2 separate regions of the Rattus norvegicus genome follow, and region 2 is linked to region 1. Evidence: chromatin contacts called from public Hi-C data. All regions are on one chromosome and are shown on one strand. The core of a region is the stretch at or near the end of the contact, and the rest is flanking DNA. Distances in the headings are between cores, read along the strand shown. Region 1 overlaps Thrb (thyroid hormone receptor beta). Region 2 holds the start of Thrb (thyroid hormone receptor beta).

Evidence for each region. A called contact is a pair of places that touch in the nucleus more often than the background predicts.
Region 2: a contact with region 1 is called in a Hi-C map of liver, with 4 times the contacts expected there. The contact joins the promoter of Thrb here to the enhancer-like site in region 1. A contact is called at or near these places in 6 of 12 Hi-C or Micro-C datasets (hepatocytes, kidney, liver and 2 more).

The regions. Positions count from the first base shown.
Region 1 is chr15:10,383,645-10,387,725 of GRCr8, forward strand. The region is part of intron 1 of Thrb (thyroid hormone receptor beta); the gene reads right to left. Among named protein-coding and RNA genes, the nearest start is that of Thrb, 76 kb to the right of the region's middle. Within about 2 kb of position 2,312, at least 5 of the 93 cell types and tissues checked have an H3K27ac peak or open chromatin away from gene starts, as enhancers often do. A contact at or near this core is called in liver, where this site is marked.
Region 2 is chr15:10,459,017-10,463,097 of GRCr8, forward strand. It overlaps Thrb (thyroid hormone receptor beta), which reads right to left and starts at 2,430. Exons shown (of 12, transcript NM_012672.3): 1 at 2,360-2,430. LOC120096914 (a long non-coding RNA gene) reads left to right here and starts at 3,500. Exons shown (of 2, transcript XR_005493837.2): 1 at 3,500-3,634; 2 at 3,905-4,081.

The DNA of each region.
Region 1 (4,081 bases), core at 1,062-3,561:
GTATGCAGAGAAATATGTAAAGAATTTATTACTGCTATTTAAAGTGAATCGACTATTCCAAATGTCACTGTATTACTACTGCACTTACACCTTGACTTTATACACTTCTATATTTTACGTTGGGTAAATCTCTTCTTTTACTGTAACAGCTTATAATTCGGGAAGCATCAATTGTTCTCGTAACCCATTGGCTGCTTTTGCTGCTCGCACATCCACACACGAACTTTTCCTTTAGCACACTATGAGAAGAATCCCCCAGCGACTCTGAGTTCAGTTACATCAAATTGCTGGGGTGTTTCGGGACGTCATAGATATTTCTAAAATACTAAACATTCTTTCCGACGAGCACAGGACGTCTTTCTGTTATATCTCACTCTTGCCCAAATCATTTCACAACTTTTAGATGATCTGTTGCAGTTCTCTTTCTGTTCATTCTTAGTTATTGTTTATTTTAAAGCTGCTAATGGAACGTGAGGTAGGCTTTCCTTTTCTGATCGGTCATAGGTGATAACATCCAGCTTATTTTCGTAATTAGATGGCATTCTAAACTCTCAGGAGTTTCCCTGACATCTACTGCCAATTGGCTCTCCTCAGCTTTTACTTTAGCCAGGACCTGCTCAGTTTCCCTTCCTTGATCCCCTTTTCTAGTCTTTTCTCCTTGATGTAATACTTTTGCAAGATTTCGAAGAAAAAAATCATGAACTTATTATATTTTTTCCTTCGTTCTCATTTTGAAATGCATCCAGAATTTTACAACCTAGGAGATAGTTTTATTTCGAATCAATAATTTTTATCATGTAAAGTAGCCAGCTTTCCATGCCTTTCCTTAAGACCTCTCATCAGCAAATATGGATCTAATCAAGTGTTGGGAGCCTTTCTAGTAAAAACAGGGATGCTCTCCCTTAACATCTGGATAACAGATGCTTTACCGAACAGATTTCACCAACAGCAAAACGTTAGAGTTTTACATGGACAGTTGTTTGCTCACTACGTGTTATCATTCCTGACCTCACCAGAACTGCAGTGGCCCATATTTTACCTGGGACTCTTCAACCTGTGAGGTAGATTTATCTTTGTCAGACACAAAACATAACTGCAAACAAAAAAGAATTTGGAAGGGTCACGTATTTTTCTTTGTTTTCTGTGTGTATGTGGTCTACGCATGTGCACATGCTTATGTATGTGCAAGGGTGTATGTAAGGGTGCACACCAGAAGGCCAGAGGTCTCCTTCAGCTCTCCTCCTCCATTACTTCTCCAGCTATTTAATTAACAATTAATTAATTAACAATTAATCAATTAACAATTAATTAATGATGGTATGACATTTGGGACTCTAGAAACTTCAGAGTATATAAATGCTAAAGCCCCAATAGGGGGGTTGTTGGTTGGTTGTCAGTCGAGGTTTGTTAAGTAGTTTCGAGCAACTAAGAAACAACAAGAAGAAATTAGATATCCTCCCATGGAAGATCAAACTTGCCCCAAGGAACTTGAAGTCCCTAATCAGCAGGAATTAGTTGCCCCTTTTCCAGCCCCTGACTTTATTTTGGGATCTCTTTCCTTTCCTCTCTATCCTTTCCTCTCTCCTATCCAGTGTTGCGGGGTCGGAAGGGTAGAAGAAAAAAAAAAGGGTAGAGAGGGTGGAAGGAAGAAGAACCCACAGAGTAGTAAGAGACAGGTGACAGGCTAGATTAGCCAGGGAGCCTCCTGGCTGGGCCTTGCCCAGGATCAGGTTACAGGTCTGTACTGCAGAGCCCATTCCTGTGGATGCTGGGGACAGCCACGCAGGTCTTCATACTGGAAAGGCAAAGGCTTTACCAACTGAGACATCTTTCCAGGTCCACACCTTTTGCTGTCCCTATAATAGTTTTACATTGTTAAGATCACACACATCAACAATTGTAAGGCAGAGAAGGAATCGATTTAAGATCATTAGGAAAAGGGGAGTGTGAATTTCCCAGTAAACATTACAGACAGTCCTGAGTATACAGACAAGAATGATCATGGTCACATGATGGGGTCCAATCCTCGGTACCGTGGCAGCGCTCACATCTAGGTTTTAATCTCTTAGTGAACAGGGGCAACAGTGAGCTGGCCCCCAGTCTCCAAGGCAATGTGCAGATAGAGTGAGAAAGACTGTCTTGCAGGCACTGAGCTAATGGTGTTAGCATTCTTAGGTCTGCTGGACCAATTACAGAGTTTAATCCCTGATATTAACACATCTGAAGAAAGGAAAGGTCAGGTCCTGGAGCTTGGCCACTTCAGATAAACTGAGCTCAAAGGAAACAAACTTTGGCAGTGAGTATCAGGCACTGCCCACAGGAAGAAAGTGGAGTCCAATAGCTATAAGCACCCAGTTAGCGACCTCGGGTGGGAGCACGGGCATTTCCCTGGCCTTCTCCATGGCTCACAGAAATGTCCTTCAAGACTGTGGCTGTCAGTGGCTCAGAGAACTCTACTGATCACCTGACTGCACATTCGACACTCTAAGGATCCAAGGGAAGGTTACGGGAGGCTCCTAGGTCTACAGATTTCTGTTCTCCTAGGAAACATTTCCCCTTTATTTTCACTAAGATTCACTCATGTGCAGACCTTCAAGGCTCATGGGTGAAAGGCCTCACCGTTTTCTTCATTGTTTGAAAAATGCTATTTATTTAGCATTGACATTTTTAGAAGGACAATTTCAAATACACTCCCAACTTTCGCAGGAATCAAATAGCTAATTTCAGTCTCTAGAACACTAATGTAAACAGATCGCACCCAGCATGCATGGTCACTACCCATGGTCTGAACCACTCCTTGAGTAGCCGATACTCTTTTAAACACAGGAAAATCTCTTTATCGAGTCATCTTTTCCCCCAAAACTGGCTTCTCTCTACAATGTATTCAGGAATTTCTCTCATTCCCATTTTTGGTGAAATTCGTTGTGATGAATAATTCTTTTACCCTTCACTCTCAGCCCAGAACTCATAAATACAATAAAATATTAGATTCCTAAGTCAGTTGTTTATGTCAGCCAGATTCTACCCTGAAAGTTACATCTTTTTACATGATAAAAGATTCAACAGTCTTTAACACAAAAATAGAAACCCAAGGAAGACAATAAAAGGTATTTTTCTTTTGAATTTAATTCTTTGCTTTGCTGATATAATTTTTTTTATTAACTTGAGTATTTCTTATATACATTTCAAGTGTTATTCCCTTTCCCGGGAAGACAATAAAAGGTATTTTTCTTTTGAATTTAATTCTTTGCTTTGCTGATATAATTTTTAATCGATTTTGACATATAAGGCAGAAATAGTCAACTATTTATATCTTTACCTGATAAGTATACATTTCTGTTAGCCTCCTTTCTCTTATAGGTGAAGAAAATTGCACGCACCTATGAATTTGTCAGTGACAAGGAAGTGGCACTGGAATAAATCTTGGTTTTCACCCCACTACTCAGATCTCACACTTCTGGATGGGCTGACCCGTGTTTCACAACTGGATGTCACTTGGCTTCCCTTCCTCTCTCAGAATGAGTGAAACAGCAGTGTATCATACTGTTGTCATTACACCACATCCTGACACATCGTGACAGTGCCACAGTGTCACCAGGTTCACGCTGGGAACCAGCCATGTGCGTGTGTGAGCACGTGTGGGAGAATGTGAGAAAGTCTGTCTGTGACTACATTTCTATGTTGATCAATCCTGCTGACAGAAAGCCAAGCACATGCTCCAGACCGAGTTTCCCTTTCTTCCCGATACCTTTTTTCTGTGATTAGATGCACTAAAACAAAACAAAACAAAACACCACAGTATTAAAAATTAACTAGGGCACGTGTTTGTAAACAACTGTGGTTATAGCAAAGGGCTTTCCCCTCAACTCAGATGTGTCTTGTAGAGACATCATTGAGCCAACGGGACACATTTTCATTTACTTTGTAGCACAGTTCAAATTATCACAAAGACAGAGAAAATACTTCCCCATAAAAAAAATAAAAACGGTGGAACAACATGAGGCTTATGAGAACCTTGAAGCATCCTCGATAAAAGTGTCAGCCTAGCTGGATTGCTTCCATCAACCTGTTGCAAATGAGA
Region 2 (4,081 bases), core at 1,180-3,679, 75 kb after region 1:
GGAGAGAGAGAGAGAGAGAGAGAGAGAGAGAGAGAGTTTTCACACCTCACTAGATTTTAGGCATGTCCAAAATGGTAATGGTTGAAGTACTTAGTCAGGCATTGGGGTCAGGACAATGTTTTTTCCTAATGTGTTAAAATTTACCCAGTGCCTATGGGGTACTAAGTATTCTCCTAGATGCTGGGAGAACAAGAGTGCATGGAGCCATCAACACTGCTGTCCTCCTGGACTCCACGCTGTCAGCTGTCATCCAGAACACTCAGAATTCAGCGTTAAAGAGGAAACTCACGAGTATCAGAACAAAAGAACAGTTCTGACCATAGCCAGTATTGAGGGGGGGGGGGGGAACAGAACAAGAAGCAGAGAATCTTTGAGAGAGAAAGCAGAAGGAAAGACTGCCTACTGCCTAAGAAGGTGGCATGGATCCTCCACTCTAAGAGCAAGAGACTAAAGCAGCCAGTCACCTCTACTGGTCTCCATGGAAAAGATGAGCCTAGGACAGAAGGAGTTCTGAGGCTCACTGGTGACTCCAAACATCCATCCCTGGGTGGATCCAGCATCTACAAACAGGTAGGCAAGGAGAGGGCCTCAGCTTTCCCCTCCTAGGAAGAGTTTAACAAGTCATCCTTCTCCAGAGGTGCTGGGTCACAGGGAAGGGGCAGCTCATCTCTTGTTACAGCAGAGTTTACCACAAAGAGGCTGGGATGGGAGAGGTGGAATATGTATCCCCCTTCTAGTGCCAGTTACTCGATGTCAATGAGATTAAGCTTTTGCATTGTAATGCCAACAAGAATAGTTTCATTAAAAAATAGCAATTCTGAAGCAGTTCCTTTACTATAAAGTAAAGCAGATTTCCCTTTTCCAGTATATAATAAACAATAATAAACTATTGAAATTCATTTAAAAATAGGATCCTAATAGTATCCATTTAACACGGGAAAGCAATAGATTGTTCTTCTCCAATCTCTTCACATAAACTGGCTCAAGCAAAAGCACTTTTTACTTAATTTCTCCCTGGATCAATCGAAGCACAGCCAATACGCATGAAAACACTCTAAACTCTGCCCCTGTTCAAATTACTTCCCACTCAAACACCTTTTCATTAATGGTTCCCAGCACATGATTTCTTTCAGAACGGGAAATAAGAGGCTGAAGTGAATTAGCGAGATCAGTCATCCAGAATATTCAGAATGAATCATGGAACGCTTCTTTACCAAAAAGAATTTTTTATCCTTTCGCAGCACAGTGAGGCAATATTTCATTATAACATCAACAAACACGCTAAACCAGAGGCAAATCATATAAAGATACTGCCCAACGGGTCTACAGTACTTAGTACGTTCATTAACAAAATTCTGTTCTCCTATTCATGCACTGAACAAAAGATGTTTGGTTTGATCAGTTTCAAACAGGTCTTTAAAACCGATCACTAGTATCTAGGATCAACCACACTGGAAGAGGAGGAAATTATGCAATGTTATTTTCTGATTCAACACAGCCCTTGAGTTCTCCACGTGCACGGGAAGGGCAGAATGGGATATTGAACTTGGCCGCCCAGCTACTCTTTTTCTTATTTGACTCACTTTAGGAATGCATAATAGGCCCTTTAAAAACTTCCCACTTGGGGAAAATTTAATAATAATAATAATAATAATAATAATAATAATAATAATAATAATAATCCATATATGCACACCCCGCCCCCTCCCTCTTAAAAACAAACCAGACGGTTTTAAGAATTAGCTCCAATAATGTGGTCACGGGAAATATTCCTCCCAAATGACAACTGACCCTAGCAATAGAAACCCTCCAAAGACGTCTTCCCCGGTCTTGGGGAACACAGCTGACACCACCCGGATCATCACCAACACGCACGACCCCGAAAGATGCTGCGTCAAGAGAAGCAAAGGAAAAGAGCAACTCTGGAGGGAGCGAGCCCGCAGAGCCGGTGAGAGGCAGACAGGCACTGACCAGCGCTAACACTCAGGAGCTTTCTCCTTTCCAAAGCCTGGAGTTCCCCGGCAGGAACCAAAAAGAGGGGGGGCAGGAGACCCACAGTCCCTTTAAATCGCCCACCCCCGCGCCTGTCAGCCTCTTCTGAACCCCCATGCCCTACAACTTCCTCCTCATGGAAACTTCCACTGGGTTCGGTGCCCAGGATGCCAAACTCCATTTCACAAGGAGCTTGTCCCCAGCTGGGTTCGGGCTTCAGCTCCCTCAGCACAGGGTGCCCGAGCCCGAGAGGAGCCGGGCGCAGAGGCCCGTGGCAGGGACAGCGCGAGTCTCTGGCCACCCGGGCCGGCCCGCAGGACCTGTACCCCCCACCCCACCCCTCTACGCCCCCTCCACGTCAAGTTACCGGAGCGCTGGAGCCTGGCGGTGGCGCCCCGAGGCGGCGCGCGGGCGAGCTGCGGCCGAGCAGCCGGTGGCCTCCGCTCTGGTGCTCGCATTAGCCAAGCAAAGTTAATCCCGCCGCGTCACGCCGGCCGCCCGCCCGCCCGAGGCTGCGCGGTGCTCGGCCGAGCCGCAGTCTCCTCCCCGCTCCGCCCCCTCCGCCACGGGGTCCCGTGCGGCGCCCGCTCCCCAGCGAGCTCTACTCCCTTGACCCGTCCACTCTCCTCCAGCGCCCGCGCCGAGGGGAGCGGCGCAGGTCCCAGGACACTGGCGACCTCTCTGCTGAGACCTGCGCGGGCCGCGAGGTGCACGGCCCGAGTCCCGCCTCCCGGGGACCCCGCGCGCAGCCTTACTCGGGACTGGGATGCCAGCTCCCGGGCGGCAGGCGAACCGCCGACCGTTCTTCCCTTCTGGTCCTCCAGCCCGACCGATTCGCGCAGCAGCTGTGGCAAGCTCAGGCCACCCTGGCTCCTGCAGAGTCGCAGCGACGAAATGGCCTCGGGTTGTGCACCCCGTCTGGGCCCGAGCAATCCGCCACTTGGGTGCCCTGCGCACCTGCCGCCTAGGTGCGGGTGTCCTCCGCTACGACCCCGTGGTAACGGCGCCTTGTGCGCCACCCTCCCTGGGGTCACGTAGCTGCGGGTCTGGTGGCCGCGCGTCCACCCACCCAACTGCAAGCGCGCGAAGGTTCGAGTTGAGCCATCATTCCTGTAGTTGAAGAGGGTTGGGGTGTGACTGGGGGCAGGGAGTATGAATGACAGGAGACAGAGGGGATCTCCAGGAGCACAACCCTCAGAGACGCCCGACAAGCGCGGCAGGTGTCACCGCGCTCCTCCTTCCGCCCCCAAAGCACTTGTGGTGTGCGTGGGACCACGGGGCGCTCAGATCCTCCCGTGGCTCTGGCCACTCTGCGCCCCACACCAAATGGACAAAGCCTTGCTTGCCCTAAATGAGAAGCGCCCCCCCCCCACCTCCTGCACACCTCACTGAGTTGTGCCCGGTTGGTTCCACAAGTAGGATTTAAAGAGACACCTCGTTATTTCGCCACTGTCCTAGAAATAGAAATATAAAACCGGAAGACAAAAATAATCTCCACCCTGGAAGGGTTCTGTTTTTGCAAGCATAGCGCGCTGAAATGCTGAAAAGTCCGTACCTCAAGTCCTGAAGGTTGGGAACTAACCCAACGGGTGACAGTGTGCTGCTCCAGGTACCCAGGTCGTCTCCCAGCAGCGCCTCGGAGGTAGGTTTTATTGGAAAATGCAGAGTGCTGAGAGAACACGCAGCCAGTGGGAAGTTACACTTGCGACAAAACTACTTTGACTGAGGGCCGAATACAATTATGTTCTTATGAACAGTGTTAAAAAAAAACCTTGAAATTCTTTCTTCAATACACTCATGTAACACGGTGTAGTATACCGAGCCTGGCTATCTCAACGGAGGGAATGATGTCTAGATTATTTTAAAGTGTTTTCTAGATTTCCCACGGGTGATAAGTTTTTTTTCCCCCCAGCGTTACTTGGGCACAGTCCACAGAAAAAGAGAAGGGAGAAAGGCCGACACACCTCTGGCCACAGCACTAACAACTGTGGCGAATCCGGAGCTTTCCGCAGGGCAGAGGAGAGAGAGCTGCGGCAGACAGCAGCTTTGGGGCTAGGACTTTGCCTTTTCCAGCGGCCGGCACAGACTC